2 separate regions of the Mus musculus genome follow, and region 2 is linked to region 1. A link is a contact called in public HiChIP or PLAC-seq data. All regions are on one chromosome and are shown on one strand. Each heading gives the region's core, a stretch centred on a gene start, on an enhancer-like site or on the middle of the called end of the contact. The rest is flanking DNA. Distances are from core to core; before and after follow the strand shown.

Region 1 (6,456 bases), core at 1,949-4,448:
AGTATCAGAATGCAGGGGTTTTTACTATCTAGTTGTTCCTAGTAGGGCTTTCATTTATTTTTAAAGTATTTTTATGTGTACGGTGTTTTGCCTGCATGTTGTCCATGCACCACATGCATGCAGTGCCCAAGGAGGCCAGAAGAGGGCATTGGATCCCCTGGAACTGGAGTCACAGTTGGTTATGGGCTACTATGTGGGTGTTGCAAGTGAACCTAGGTTCTTAGGAAGAGCAGCTAATGCTGTTAACTACTGAGCCCTCTCTCCAGTTGTTGGCTATAGGTAGAGATGTTATAATGCATTATTAACCATGCTTCACAGAATAGTTACTCCATACACAAATGGAAAAGTAGGATCTATGGGAGAAAAAAGGGAGTGGTTAGTAAAGTCTGATTCTGAGAAGAACCACAGTTGGATTCAGAACAGGAAGATCTGATGAAGGGATATGAGCAGGTTAAAGGAAAAGGGGAAATCACGGCACAGTAAAAAGAAAGGATTTCTGAATAAATGAACAAATAACCAGCAAGCAGGGAGAGGAGCAGAGTGCAATGCAGGACTTGAACAAAGATCTACAAGGAACAATCAGAGCTGAATGGTCGCCGGATGGACGTTGCATCAGGTTGGACAGATGGACATCAGTGTCCCAGTCTGAGGGAGAGAGGTGAGAGGGCTGAGGTTATTTCAGAGGTCCCCTGGGTAAGAGCTGGCCAAGTTCTTTAGACGCATCAATGAGCAACCCTTTTTAAAACAAAAGCAGATGCTGTCTGAGTCACCTGATGTCACCCTGTGCCCTCTGTAAGCATGCACATACAAAGCAGCCGTCAAACAGAAGAGCAGGAGGTGTGTAGAAACATATTTGAATCAACAGTGTCTGAGTTAGTTACTTTTCAGTAACTAACAGTAAGTGACCAAATACCTGACCAAGACAAACAAACAAAACAAAAAAACCAACCAAAGGAAAAAAACCCCGACGTATGTTGACTTCTGACCTGCGAGGGCCCTGTCGGAGACATACAAGAGAAAGCATGGCAGAGTTCACGGCAGTGAGAGCAGGCAGCTGGAACTCACTGTGGGATGCCAGCAATGGCTTCTCCCTTTCCTTCTTTGTATTCAGTCCATGAGACCCCAGTGTGATGACTTACAGTTAAAGCAGGACTTTCCTCTTCAGTTAAACCTCTGTGGGACACACCCCAGAGGTGTGCCTTACCAAGGCCCAAGGCATTCATTAATCTAATTATGTTGACAAAGTTAGTCACCACAGTATCTTAAAGTTTAGAATAATACCAAATTATAAATTTTATATAGATAAAAATATTTTATAAAGTTATAAAATATCAAGTTACTCCTAAACTTGATGAGAACATTAATTTAGAGACTCCCAACACTTAGGGAAAATGAACAGAATAAAGAAACAAACATAAAAATCACATGTGGGGATATCTCATTCGGCATGGCCAAGCCAGTACTTTGGAGGCAATAGCAAAAGTCAAGAGCACGCAGCACATGCGGATGCAGATGTCTTACCTCCCAGGCAGGCAGGACAATTCAGAACTGAGAATCTCTAATAAGTCATATCCAAGTTTAAGAACGTGTGGACTTGGCCAGTAAGATGGACCACTGGGTAAAAGTGCTTGCTGCAAAAGCTTGATGACCTGAATTTGGTCCCCAGCAGCCCCAGTGGAAGGTGCAGGGAACAGTCTTAGCTCGGGATATCCCAAGATCAAGTTCTTAGGACAAAGGAGATCTATTTGTCCCAGAGGGACAAAGGGCCAGAATAAGAGACAAAGACAGGAGGCAGAGGACAAGGATAAGGGAGAAGGGGAGGGAAGGGAGGCTGTTGGGGGGCAGGAACAAAGGACAGCCTCTGGATAGAGAGACAAATACGGCCCATAGGCAAATGACAGTTTATAAAAGTAAAATTAGAAACCCCATTTTAGTATGAGGTATTTGGGGACTGGAGAGATGACTAGACCTTAGTGGCTAGCTTTAGGAATGTAATCCAACAGTTTAACAAGGCACACGGAATGAAGGGAGAAGGGAAAGGCTGCCAAAGCCGTGTCTGCCATGCTTAGGCTAGCTAGAGTCTTTTCAAAAGGGGAGAACTGACTCCAGAAAAGTAACTCCTAACCTCCACTAGAGTACTGTGACACATACACATATCACACACACACACACACAAACTCACACATACAGACACACACACACACACAAACTAACTCATACACACACACACACACACACACACACACACACACACACACACACACACACACAGATGCACAGACACACATGATCTCAGGCTATTTTGTTCCCTTCAATAACCATTTACTATTAACTTCTGTGACTGACCTGGCAGTTTTGTGACTTCTAGATAACACTGGTGGAATGTGAACTAAGTCTGACTGATCCCAGCCTATACCAACCCTATAGCTAAGAATATCTGAGCCCTGTAAAGTCTTTGCCTTGTTCAAGATAATATTTGAATCCTATAAAACATTTCCCTTCCTGAGCCACGAATAGTGGCACATGTCTGTAATCCTAGCCCTCAAGAGGCTGAGGCAGGAAGATCTGGTGTTTTAGGTCCAGGAGACACTGTCTAAAATTCCTCCTCCTCCTCCTCCTCCTCCTCCTCCTCCTCCTCCTCCTCCTCCTCCTCCTCCTCCCTCTCCTCCCCTCCCTTCCCTTCCCTTCTCTTCTCTCTCTGCACACCCGGTCTTTCTCTCTTTCTCTTCCCCCTCTTCCCGCCCCATGGTGACTTTCCTGGTCTCTGTCCTTGGGGCCACTGAACTTGCCAAAGAGCAGCTGCCCAGTAAACCTGCATTTAATATCTTCTAATCCAACCCGGCTTGAATTGGTTCATTTTGTAAGACTCCGATACTTGGTCAGTGGAACTTACTTCGAGATGCCCCCAAGTGAGACCCCGAGATGCAGATTGATGCAAAAACAAGAACTTTATTTTCTGGCACATTGGGGTCAACCTTCAATTAGTGCCTCAAAGCGAGTTACTAGAAGGAGACCCCAAATGACTGTTACTTTTATACTTTTATTCTTTTTAAGGGCACATGTTACATCAGCAAGGTTACAGTTAAAGGTTATTGTCTAAGCATATTGACCTTTAAGTCTATTGGCTAGCAAACATGGCACACATCTGAACTCTACATGGGACTTTCCAGAGGGTCAGGTGACTGTCAGCAGTACCTTATGAGAATTTTTACTCAAGAATGATCTTTTGTGTGGAAAATGGAACTTGGCCTAGCTTTGACCCCAGGAGGGAGGGAGAAGCTGTAAGGAGGGTGTGGGATTGGAAAAAGTCCTTAGAGCCTCTCATTCCCCCCTTTTTCCAAGATCCAATCCTGGAGCTACAGTCAGGGGTCTTAGGTAACTAGCTCATATTTTTCAGGTCCTGTCCTCAGGGTCTCATATTGTTGGTGCAGGACCACCAGCTGTACTGCTCCTATTCTCTCTTTTATGAAGGATATAAGTTTGTTCAATATGTAGGGTCCAAAGGTCAACAATAGCAGGAGAACAATTAGGGGTCCTAACAAGGTAGATATGAAGGTGGTTAACCAAGGGGAGGAGTTAAGCCAAGACTCCAAACTAGCCCTGACTCTGTTCTCTTTCTTTGTATCGCTTGCCTAGCCCTTCTCTTGCCTTGGCCATCGAATCCTTTACTACCCCCGGAATGGTCTCCAGGATGTGCTTCCCAATGTTTCACACCCCCAGGTAGCACAGAAGAAATGGTGACCCCCCCCCCCCAACACTGATGACCCTGCTGTTGGCTTCTCCCATTTCGGAGGCACACATATATGGAGGTTTCTCGCAGGACACCCCTCAACTTTGGGTATCCACACCCTAAACCCCACCCTCCAAGGCCGCTTCTGGGACATGGTTTAGATTCACAGGTCCCTCTTCCCCTACGTTCAGGTAATCCCTCCCCCTGTGTCGCTAGAGTAGAGATATCCCAGGAGTCAATGCTCACCGCTAACTTACAGAGATCAAAGACAAGGTCTGGCCACCAGATACAAGGCAGATGTTCCTCTGTAGTGGACCAAGCTACATCCCCAGTGGCTGAGAGTACTTCTCAAGTTACTTTGGTAGGGTTGTGGGGGGTGCTGAGGCTCAGTGGGAAGGAAGATACACCATAGGCATCTCATGGTTTCCCTGGCTTTGCAGAAGGGTGGGTGATCTTGAGCTTGAGGAAGTTGCTCAGGTGTCTGGCTGCTATCCAGTTGGCATCAGGTGCAGGTGCTGGTCTGACGTGAGTTACATGAGCTCCATCCACTTTAACGGAGGTTGGGGTGGTCAACAACACCAGGAACGGTCTTTTCCACTTTGCTTTCAAGTTTTCAGCATGACGTCTCTTAACATATACCTGATCTCCAACTTGGTACTCATGTGGAACCTCTGGGGTACCTGTTTTATACAGGGCACTAAGTGTAGGCCACAATTGCTGGTGGCTGCTCTGGAAAGCTTGCAATCGAGCTATATGATCCTTGTCAGCCTGAAAAGTCACTCTGGGGGTGAGGGGGTCAAGAGCCGGGGTCAAGGGAATGGGGGTTCCATACAGGATCTCAAAAGAGGTCACGTTGCCGGACAGTGGTGGTGCATGCCTTTAATCCCAGCACTTGGGAGGCAGAGGCAGGTGGATTTCCGAGTTTGAGGCCAGCCTGGACTACAAAGTGAGTTCCAGGACAGCCAGAGCTACACAGAGAAACCCTGTCTTGAAACCCCCCCCCCACCCACAAAAAAAAAAGAGAGAGAGAGAGAGGTCACGTGGGTGTTCCGGGCTCAGAACAGAGCCAAGGGAAGGATCACCACCCAGTCAGCCCCAGTCTCCAAGGACAATTTAGTTAAGGTCTCTTGTAGGGGTTCTGTTCATTCTCTCTACCTGCCCTGAGCTCTGGGGATGGCATGGACAATGGGGCTTCCAATTAGTCCCCAATATCTCTGCCAATCCCTGATTTACCTTAGAGACAAAAGCAGGACCGTTGTCTGATCCAATTACCTTGGGCACTCTGAACCTGTAGATAATTTCTTCTAATATCTAGAAGAAATGGCTACCACAGTAGCTGTTTCCTGCTTGGTGAGGAAAGCCTCAGCCCATCCAGAGAGAGTATCCACAAACACTAGAAGGTATTTATGACCATATTTTCCTGTCTTAACCTCTGTAAAATCGACCTCCCAATAAACTCCAGGCTCTCCCCTAGGTCTTTTGCCCTGTTTACTCTTGGCTGCATAAGCATTCACTTGCTGGCATACCATACACTGCTCTCTCTGGCCCAAAACCTGAGATCCACTATATATACTTCAGATCCCTTAACTGCTTGGACAAGCTTTTTATCCCCTAAATGAGTCCAGCTGTTTATTTGGCCTAGTAAGTCTTTTGCTTGCTTTCTGGGGAGTATAGTGTTTCCTTCTTATGTATGACATTGCCCTTCCTTCTCTAGGTAATAGTAGTTAGGGTGGCTAGCAATCTGAGTCCTTTCTTCTTCAGTATATTTTAAGTGATGTTATCCCTTAGTCCTATTCCTATTCCCCAGCAGGTGCCTCTTGCAGGTCCATAACCAGGATAGGCTCCTGCGTAGCCACTTCTCGAGACAATTGATCTGCCAGGTTATTGCCCTGGGCCAGAATCTCTTCCCTCCTGATGTCCTGAGCAATGAATAATACTCACAGTTGCCAGCTTCATCGGGGCATCCAAGAGCTCCAAGATTTTCTGCTTGTTTTTAAAAATTTCTTTCCCTTTGATGTGAGCAGTCCTCTTTCTTGGTGTATAGCTCCATTGACTTGGGCTGTGGCAAAGGCACACCTGCTATCCATGTAGATGCTAATTTTCTTGCCAGCCCCAGTTCCAAGGCTTTGGTAGAGGTTCAGCCCAGATGACATTTGTGCTGTCCACTACGGCAGCACCTGCTTGTCTCTGACCTTCATGGAGAAAATGGCTCTTGTCTGTAAACCAGGTAGCCTTGGCTCCCAGAGGGGGTCAATCAGAAAAGTCTTTCCATTCAAACTCGAAGTATTCTTGACTTTGGGGGGTCAAGGGCAGGCAGAAGAAAGCATCTTTCAAGTTTAAGACTGGGTACCAAATTCTGGAAGGTGGCAAAGAACTCAACAGAGCATAGGGGTTTGGCACAGTAGGGTGAATGTCAGCCACTCAGCGGTTTATCTCTTGCAAGTCCTGGACTGGGCGGGAATCGTTAGTGCCCAGCTTCTTAAGTGGCAGGAGTGGTGTGTTCCAGGCCAAATGGCACTTAGCAACACCCCAAGCTGGACGAGCCTGGAGATGTGTGGCTTAATTCCTTCTCGTGCCTCTGGAGACATAGGGTATTGTCTGAGAGACTCTGGGGTAACCTGTGCCTTGACTTCTACCACCACAGGGGGATGACATTTTACTTTACTCATCCCCACCACTTCCACTCAGGCTGACAGGAAATGTTTCCAGCCACCAAGTCAAGTCCT
Region 2 (6,456 bases), core at 2,802-5,301, 2.9 Mb after region 1:
GGCGAAGGCCGCGGAGCTCCGGGCCTGGCGAGGACCGGAGGCCGCGCCATGAGCCCCGCAGCCGGACGCCCCGCTGCGCCGCGCGCGGGCCGAGGCGAGCGGCCTCTGCGAGCCCTGGGCCGCGCCCTGGGGCTGGCGATGAGCTGCCGAGGCTGAGGATGATGGTAGATTGCCAGGTGAGTCGACATGGGGCCCTGTACCAGTGGGTGTGAATGAAGCCCGCACCCACCCGGAGAGCGAGCGTCCACGCAGAGCGTGCACTTAACGCTGTTCCGCGTCCAACCTGTCCAACCGGGTACAATCGAGCAACTGAGGTCTGGAAAGAGGCATGCCAGGTGGGCGGGGACCAGCGGAGAAGGGAAGGCTTCCGGCCCGTGGGGTCAGGGCTCAACCTTCGCGTAGGGTTTGCTTGGGGAATGAATCTCCTGAGGTCCTGGGGAACACTGGCTAACCCCCTCCTTGTGGAACCTACCCAAACACGAGCGCACACCCCCTACTCACTCTCGATAGATCTACAGACTTCCTAGGTTTCCGAGGAAGGGTGGGACAGTGGAGGTGGTGTGGTGAGGTGGAAGAAGGAAGAGGCAGAAGGCAGCCCTGTCTTGGGGCTGAGGCGTCCAGTCTCCTAGCAACATTTGGGGGTGCCCATAGTACGAGAGGCGCTGATGGACCGAGAGATGTTAAGATTCCTGGGGTTTGCTTGTCTGGGGCCATCCTCAGACTGGCCTGGAGGGCAGGGCGGAGGTCCTTAGTGTGGAGGAGGCTGCTGAGGAGACATTAGTTTCCTCCTTTGCACTTTAGGATGCTTGGCCCTTGTGACTCGTCCCCGCCCCCGGGGGTTTCAGGGGCTTGTGGAATGTCTTTTGGCTTTGGTTCTCCTACAATGACCCATAAAAATTCTAGGAAAATGCCTTCCCCCTGGTGGACTTGCTAAGCAGCCTTAGGGTTTGAGTGACTTAAAGGCCAGAGTAACTAGAGGGAGGCAAACTCTAGACCATTCCTCCAGGATCCAAGGACAAGACCACCCTAGTTAGAATGTGTGATTCTTATTTGAAATGGGGTCAGGGTCATTGCCTAGACTGAAAGAGGAGGCCCCCTGAGTGAGCCAGAGTCCCAGAGCCATCAGAAGGAAAGAGGGGTGAAATGAGGCTCCTGAGGTCTTTGTGGTAACCCCTGAAACATACAGGTCTTGTTCCTTTGCCCAGCTGGGGCCTGGGAGACCTGCTACCTTGACAACCCGCAAACAAAAGGTAGTGTTTTGTTTTCAGGGTTTCTTGCCTGGGGGCTGTAGTGCTGGTACTGACCACTGGGGGGCAGCAGTATCCTTTTAGTCAATGGAGCAACTGCGGGGGAGGGGGACAGAGTTCCAAGAGTCATTCTTTCGGTGTTGTGTGTTCCACTCTTTCAGGCCTCCCCCAACTAGCATCCCTGTCCTCAGAGTGAGTTGGGTGTAAGGGCCCTGGCTTCCTCTTGTCTTTTCCCGTAGTGCCTTGCGTGCCTGAACTCTAACCAGTGGCTACCTTGCTCCTGGGTGTGGCTCTTAAAATGACGGCTGTAGGTAGGTCCTGCCCTTAGGAAACACCTAAGAGCCGGGCGTGGTGGCGAGCGCCTTTAATCCCAGCACTCGGAAGCTGAGGCAGGCGGATTTCTGAGTTCGAGGCCAGCCTGGTCTACAGAGTGAGTTCCAGGATAGCCAGGGCTACACAGAGAAACCCTGTCTCGAACCCCCTGCTCCCCCCCAAAAAAAGGAAACACCTAAGAATACAAGAGGAGAAGCAGATGTTCTGTTTATCCTCCGAGGTGTGAGAATCTGCCCCTGACTCACAGCCAACGGCCCCCAGACCTTGATAATAATCCATTTCATGTTACAAGACCCACGCTGGCTCAGCTGGGAAGAACCACTTTGGAGCTCATCCTGCTGTGGTTGGCAGGATCCACGGTGACCATGAGACCTCTCTGGCTTCTTGGCCATGTGGACCTGCCTTTCTGTAAAACGGCTCATAACATCAGAACCTGCCGCCTCCTCAGAGTCGGACAGGGAAGACGGAGGGCCAGGAGGAAACAAGAAATCCAGTAAGACACAAGATGCTTTCTAAACAGAACATTGGCCGTGACCTTGTGGTCATGGTATTTGTTAGTTGGAAGCTAGTCAGTTCCAGCCCACTTCAGGGGATGGGGTTAGGGCTGGTGGGGATCGGCCGGCGGCTTAGGGTTGATGTATGGGCTGAGCAGAAGAGTTAGCATGCAGGCCAATGGGAGGTGTGTGCCAGAGGGGCACATCTGACTTTGCTTACCTGTCGACCCTCCAGTGTGTAGGCTGGGAGAGGAGACCAAGAGAGGACATGACTGTCCCTGTACCACTGCCCAGAGCCAGGCTTGCTGTAGTTTATATCCCTGCCACTCTCCATCCCCACCCACAATTCTTCCAACTCTTAAGGTTGTGTTTTAGTCACAGCTGACAGCAGTCCCCAAGTGTTACGGTGTCATCTTACACACACATACACACACACACACACACACACACACACACACGGTCAAGTAGGTGCTGGAATGAGTCTCCACTGTGCTTATGGGAGACCAGGTAGGCCTTGAGAGGAAAACAAAGGACAGAGATGGGTGACTCACATGGCCTTTAGCCTCCTGAGATCGAAGGGCCAGGGATATGGAAACACAGAGGTTGGTTGTCCTGGCACCAGGGTGGCCATGAGCAGCAGGAAGCATCTTCTTCCTCACCTGCTATTGCCTTCATTGCTGTCACCCCACCCCACCCCACCCCCCATCTGCACACCTGCTGCTGTCTCTTGACTTTTTCCTCTTCCATTTTCAGGTATGTGTGTTATACATATATGTGTATATATGTTGTGCATGAGTTTTGGTTCATTTGTTTTGAGACTGGGTCTCTACATAGCACTAGCTATCCTGGAACTCACTGTGTAGACCCCAGAACTCACAGACATCCTCTTCCGAGTGCTGGGAACTCCAACACACTGGGCGTAGATGCATGTGTTGGCACATGCATATGGTAGGTGCTGTGATCATTGAGGGAGGCAGGGTCTCAACTAATAGGGCTGGGCTTGCTGGCCAGCTTGCTCTGGAGATTCCGTCTCTATCCTTTGAGGCTAGATTTATATCTGTCTGGATAGCCACAGCCATCAGGCATTTGCCTGAGTCGTGGAGGTCCTGGCCCTGTAACCTCTGAGCCATTTCCCCAGCTTCTGACTTTTACGGTTGTCTGAACTTGGTGAAGTAGCAGAGCTGGAGAGCCATTCATCCATGTGCTTGTGCATCTCATAGGTCAGCCACACGAGAGAAAGCAGGAAGAGCAGTGCAGAAAGCTGACAGGGAGCGAGACAAGAGTCAGCGAGGTAGGCATGACGGTGACAAAAAGGTGACAGGCCTGGTACGTTGTGTTAGTGTCCTGTGGCTGCTCTAGCAGAATGCCATATACTGGATGACCCTGTGCAACAGAAATCTCTCGTGGTTCTAGAGGACAGAAGCCTAAAAGCAAGGCATCAACACCACTGAACCACAGCTTCTGGCATGGCTGTAGTCCTTAGCTTTAAATCCCCCTAAACGTGTCTGTAGTCCTCTGCCTCCACACAGCTGCCTCTGTGTGTCTGTGTCTCTGTGTGTCTGTGTCTGGTTGTCTCCATTACTGTAAGGACATCGTGTGTGTGTGTGTGTGTGTGTGTGTGTGTGTGTGTGTGTGTGTGTGTGTGAGAGAGAGAGAGAGAGAGAGAGAGAGAGAGAGTGTGTGAGAGTGAGAGAGTGAGCCCTGACCTGACCCCATCCCAGTCTAGCCTTGTGTTGCCTGGATCTGCAGGACCCAAGGGCTTTTGGAAGGACACAGCTGAGCCTGTGAGGAGGGTTATAGGGAAGGCCAGGTTCCTTAGGATCTGGCAGAATTTCACCTGTGTAGGAAGGCTTGAAGGCCACCAATGGTAGCACCAGCAGGTGGCGCTGTAACCTCTGGTGTGGAAGTTCAGTACTGCACTGCCCTGTCCCGAGTTTCCACAAAAGCTCATCTGGTTGCCAGGAGACAAAGCAAACTGTAAACAGGTCAGGAGTCATCCTTGGTGACACACACTGAAGGAAATCAGAATGAGAGCAGGCGAGCAGCAGGGTGTTGCTGGTAACCACTGAGGAGACCTCAGCTTCTCCCCCACCCCCTCTCCCCAACACACACACCTTGGGGCCTGGACTTTGCCTCCCTCTGGCTCGTCACCAGTAAGTTGCCTTGGCCTACTGCAGTTTCCAGACAGCTCCCCTACCTATTACCACAGGCCACAAGAAGTAGTTTTAGGGAAAGGTGAGCTGCTTATACAACACATGGCTGGCAGGGACCTTAGCCTTAGCCTGTCCCAGAGGAGGCATGTCTACCCAGCATGGCCTGCTGCCAACACTGGTTGGCTGGGCATGGGGACAACCCCTGGTTGGGTAATGGCAAGCCCCAGGTGACACTCCTTTACAGACAAGCCAGGGAGGGGCCAGGCACCAGGGCTAGGGCGGAGAATGCCTTCCAGTTATACTGGGCTTCTAGTGGTCAGAGCCCTGTCAAGGCAGGAAGAGCCTGAGTTGGTGGTTAGCAGGAATGGAGATGCAAACCAAGCTAGACAGATTTTTTTCATCCCCCTGACTCTAATGAGGGCCTCAACTCTGCTTTCTGTGTTGGGTCTTGAACCTCAAGAGAATCCTCTCTTAGAGGGTCACGGGGTGGTGCACGACTGCAATCCCAGCTGAGGCAGGAGAATTATGAGTTCAAGGTCATCCTGAGGTACACTGTGAGACCTGAATCCCCTACACACACACCCCCAAACTGAGTCTTAGAGGCATAGTACTTTCTTGGATAGGTGGCTTCCTTGTAGGCAAAGGTAGGTTTGGGGAGCCTCCAGGGCCCCTTACAGGTAGCTGAGACAGCCTGAGGAGGTAGAGATGGGAAGGAATGTGGCATCTCCATAAAAATGACAAGTCCCAGAAGAAGGGAGAGTTCCCATGGCAACCTAGTACAGTTGCTTAGCAACCATAGTCCCCCAAAATACCTGCAGGAAGACTCCCGGCTAGGGGCTTTCCCACCGCCTGTGTGTGGCTCTTAGCTCTGAGTGGTTACCTCCTGTGGTTGATCCACCCACACCTCCATATAGGGCCTAGCAGCCCACAGCCCCAGGATCCTTACTGAGAGAAACCCCAGTCTACTCCCTCTTCCTATTACCCCAAGCTGCAGCTGCCTACCATCAGGCCAGTCCCTTAGCAACCAATGCCATTTTCTAGATATCCGAGTGACAATTGGACAGTGGTAGAATGTCAGAAAGATTCAGAATCAGCTGTACAGTCAATTGTAGCCTGGTGCCGGCCATTCCAGAGGGACAGGCACGATGTTTTAACAACACAAATACCCTGTAGCCCCGGACTCCCTAGTCCTGGGGCACGGCAGCATCCCAGGTGTGGCAAAGACCAAGAGTCCCCTGGAGCTCCTGGAATACAAGGCTGTGGTCTCAAACCAACTTTGAGACTAACTAGCCGGCTGACCACAGCATAATTCCTCTTGACCTGTTTCTCCATCTCTGGCTCATCTGTCCCTTTCCCTGTGTGCTCACCACTTTAAACATCAATACTGCCCCGTAAGTTATGTCACGTTTGGGGACTTGCATGGGATGTGGGAAATCGGGCCCAGGGCCTGCACGTGGCTGAGTCTGCCTGCCTCCGCTGGTAGATTCCAGGGTTTGAGGTTGAGGTAACTGGATTCCAGCACACAGTCTGGGCAGCTGGACACTGGGCTTGAGGTTTTAGTATTAAATATCCTGAAATGATTGCTAAGCCAGTCAGTGTTTTTTCGTTTGTTTGTATATTTTTTAGAACAATATCACCATGTAGATCAGGCTGGCCTTGAACTCATAGAGATCTGCCTGCCCCTACCTCCTACGTTCTGGGATAAAGGTGCATGCTACCATCCTTCAGAACCTGTCTGTGTTCTCTCTCCTTCCCCTTTCCCTTTCTCCAAGGAAATTCCCACTCCTGGCCTCCCTGCAAGGGAATAGGTAACTATAGATCCCCTTAGGTGCTGCTATGTTCATTTGTGGAGCCCAACCCTGTGCTGGAAGAAGGCTGTTCAGGGACACAGTCTAGCAAGAGGTGGCCTCTGGCTACCTCCTGGACTGGCCTTGTAGCCCTGCCCTTAGACTGGGTGCATAATTAAGGAGCTGAGGCTTCTTGCTCTTGCGGGGCTGGGTGAGAGGACTGAGTCCTCTCCCTGCTCGCCTCCTCTGAGTTGAAACCCAGAGTCTGTTCCCCTGAAGAGGGCTGAGCCGTTGCCCTTGAGCACTGCCCAAGGCCCTTTATTGCCAAAGGAGATGAGGAGAGGTGGGCCTGTGTAACCTACCTCCTCTTCTGTCTCTTCCCGGATTCCATCCTGACCCTAGAGGTGACATGTCCCAAGAGACTGGGGGTAGGTGAGATAGC

The links. HiChIP or PLAC-seq counts read pairs in DNA pulled down with a chosen protein or histone mark.
Region 2: an H3K27ac HiChIP or PLAC-seq map of thymic regulatory T cells shows a contact between it and region 1, with 9 times the contacts expected there. The contact joins two enhancer-like sites. A contact is called at or near these places in 1 of 39 promoter capture datasets (liver) and 1 of 115 datasets of contacts at active chromatin or transcription factors (thymic regulatory T cells).

What each region holds. Positions count from the first base shown.
Region 1 is chr2:25,663,578-25,670,033 of GRCm38.p6, forward strand. No RefSeq gene overlaps it. Among named protein-coding and RNA genes, the nearest start is that of Lcn5, 8.9 kb to the left of the region's middle. Within about 2 kb of position 3,199, at least 5 of the 459 cell types and tissues checked have an H3K27ac peak or open chromatin away from gene starts, as enhancers often do. A contact at or near this core is called in thymic regulatory T cells, where this site is marked.
Region 2 is chr2:28,513,385-28,519,840 of GRCm38.p6, forward strand. It overlaps a transcript of Ralgds not described here. Among named protein-coding and RNA genes, the nearest start is that of Ralgds, 17 kb to the right of the region's middle. Within about 2 kb of position 4,052, at least 225 of the 459 cell types and tissues checked have an H3K27ac peak or open chromatin away from gene starts, as enhancers often do. A contact at or near this core is called in thymic regulatory T cells, where this site is marked.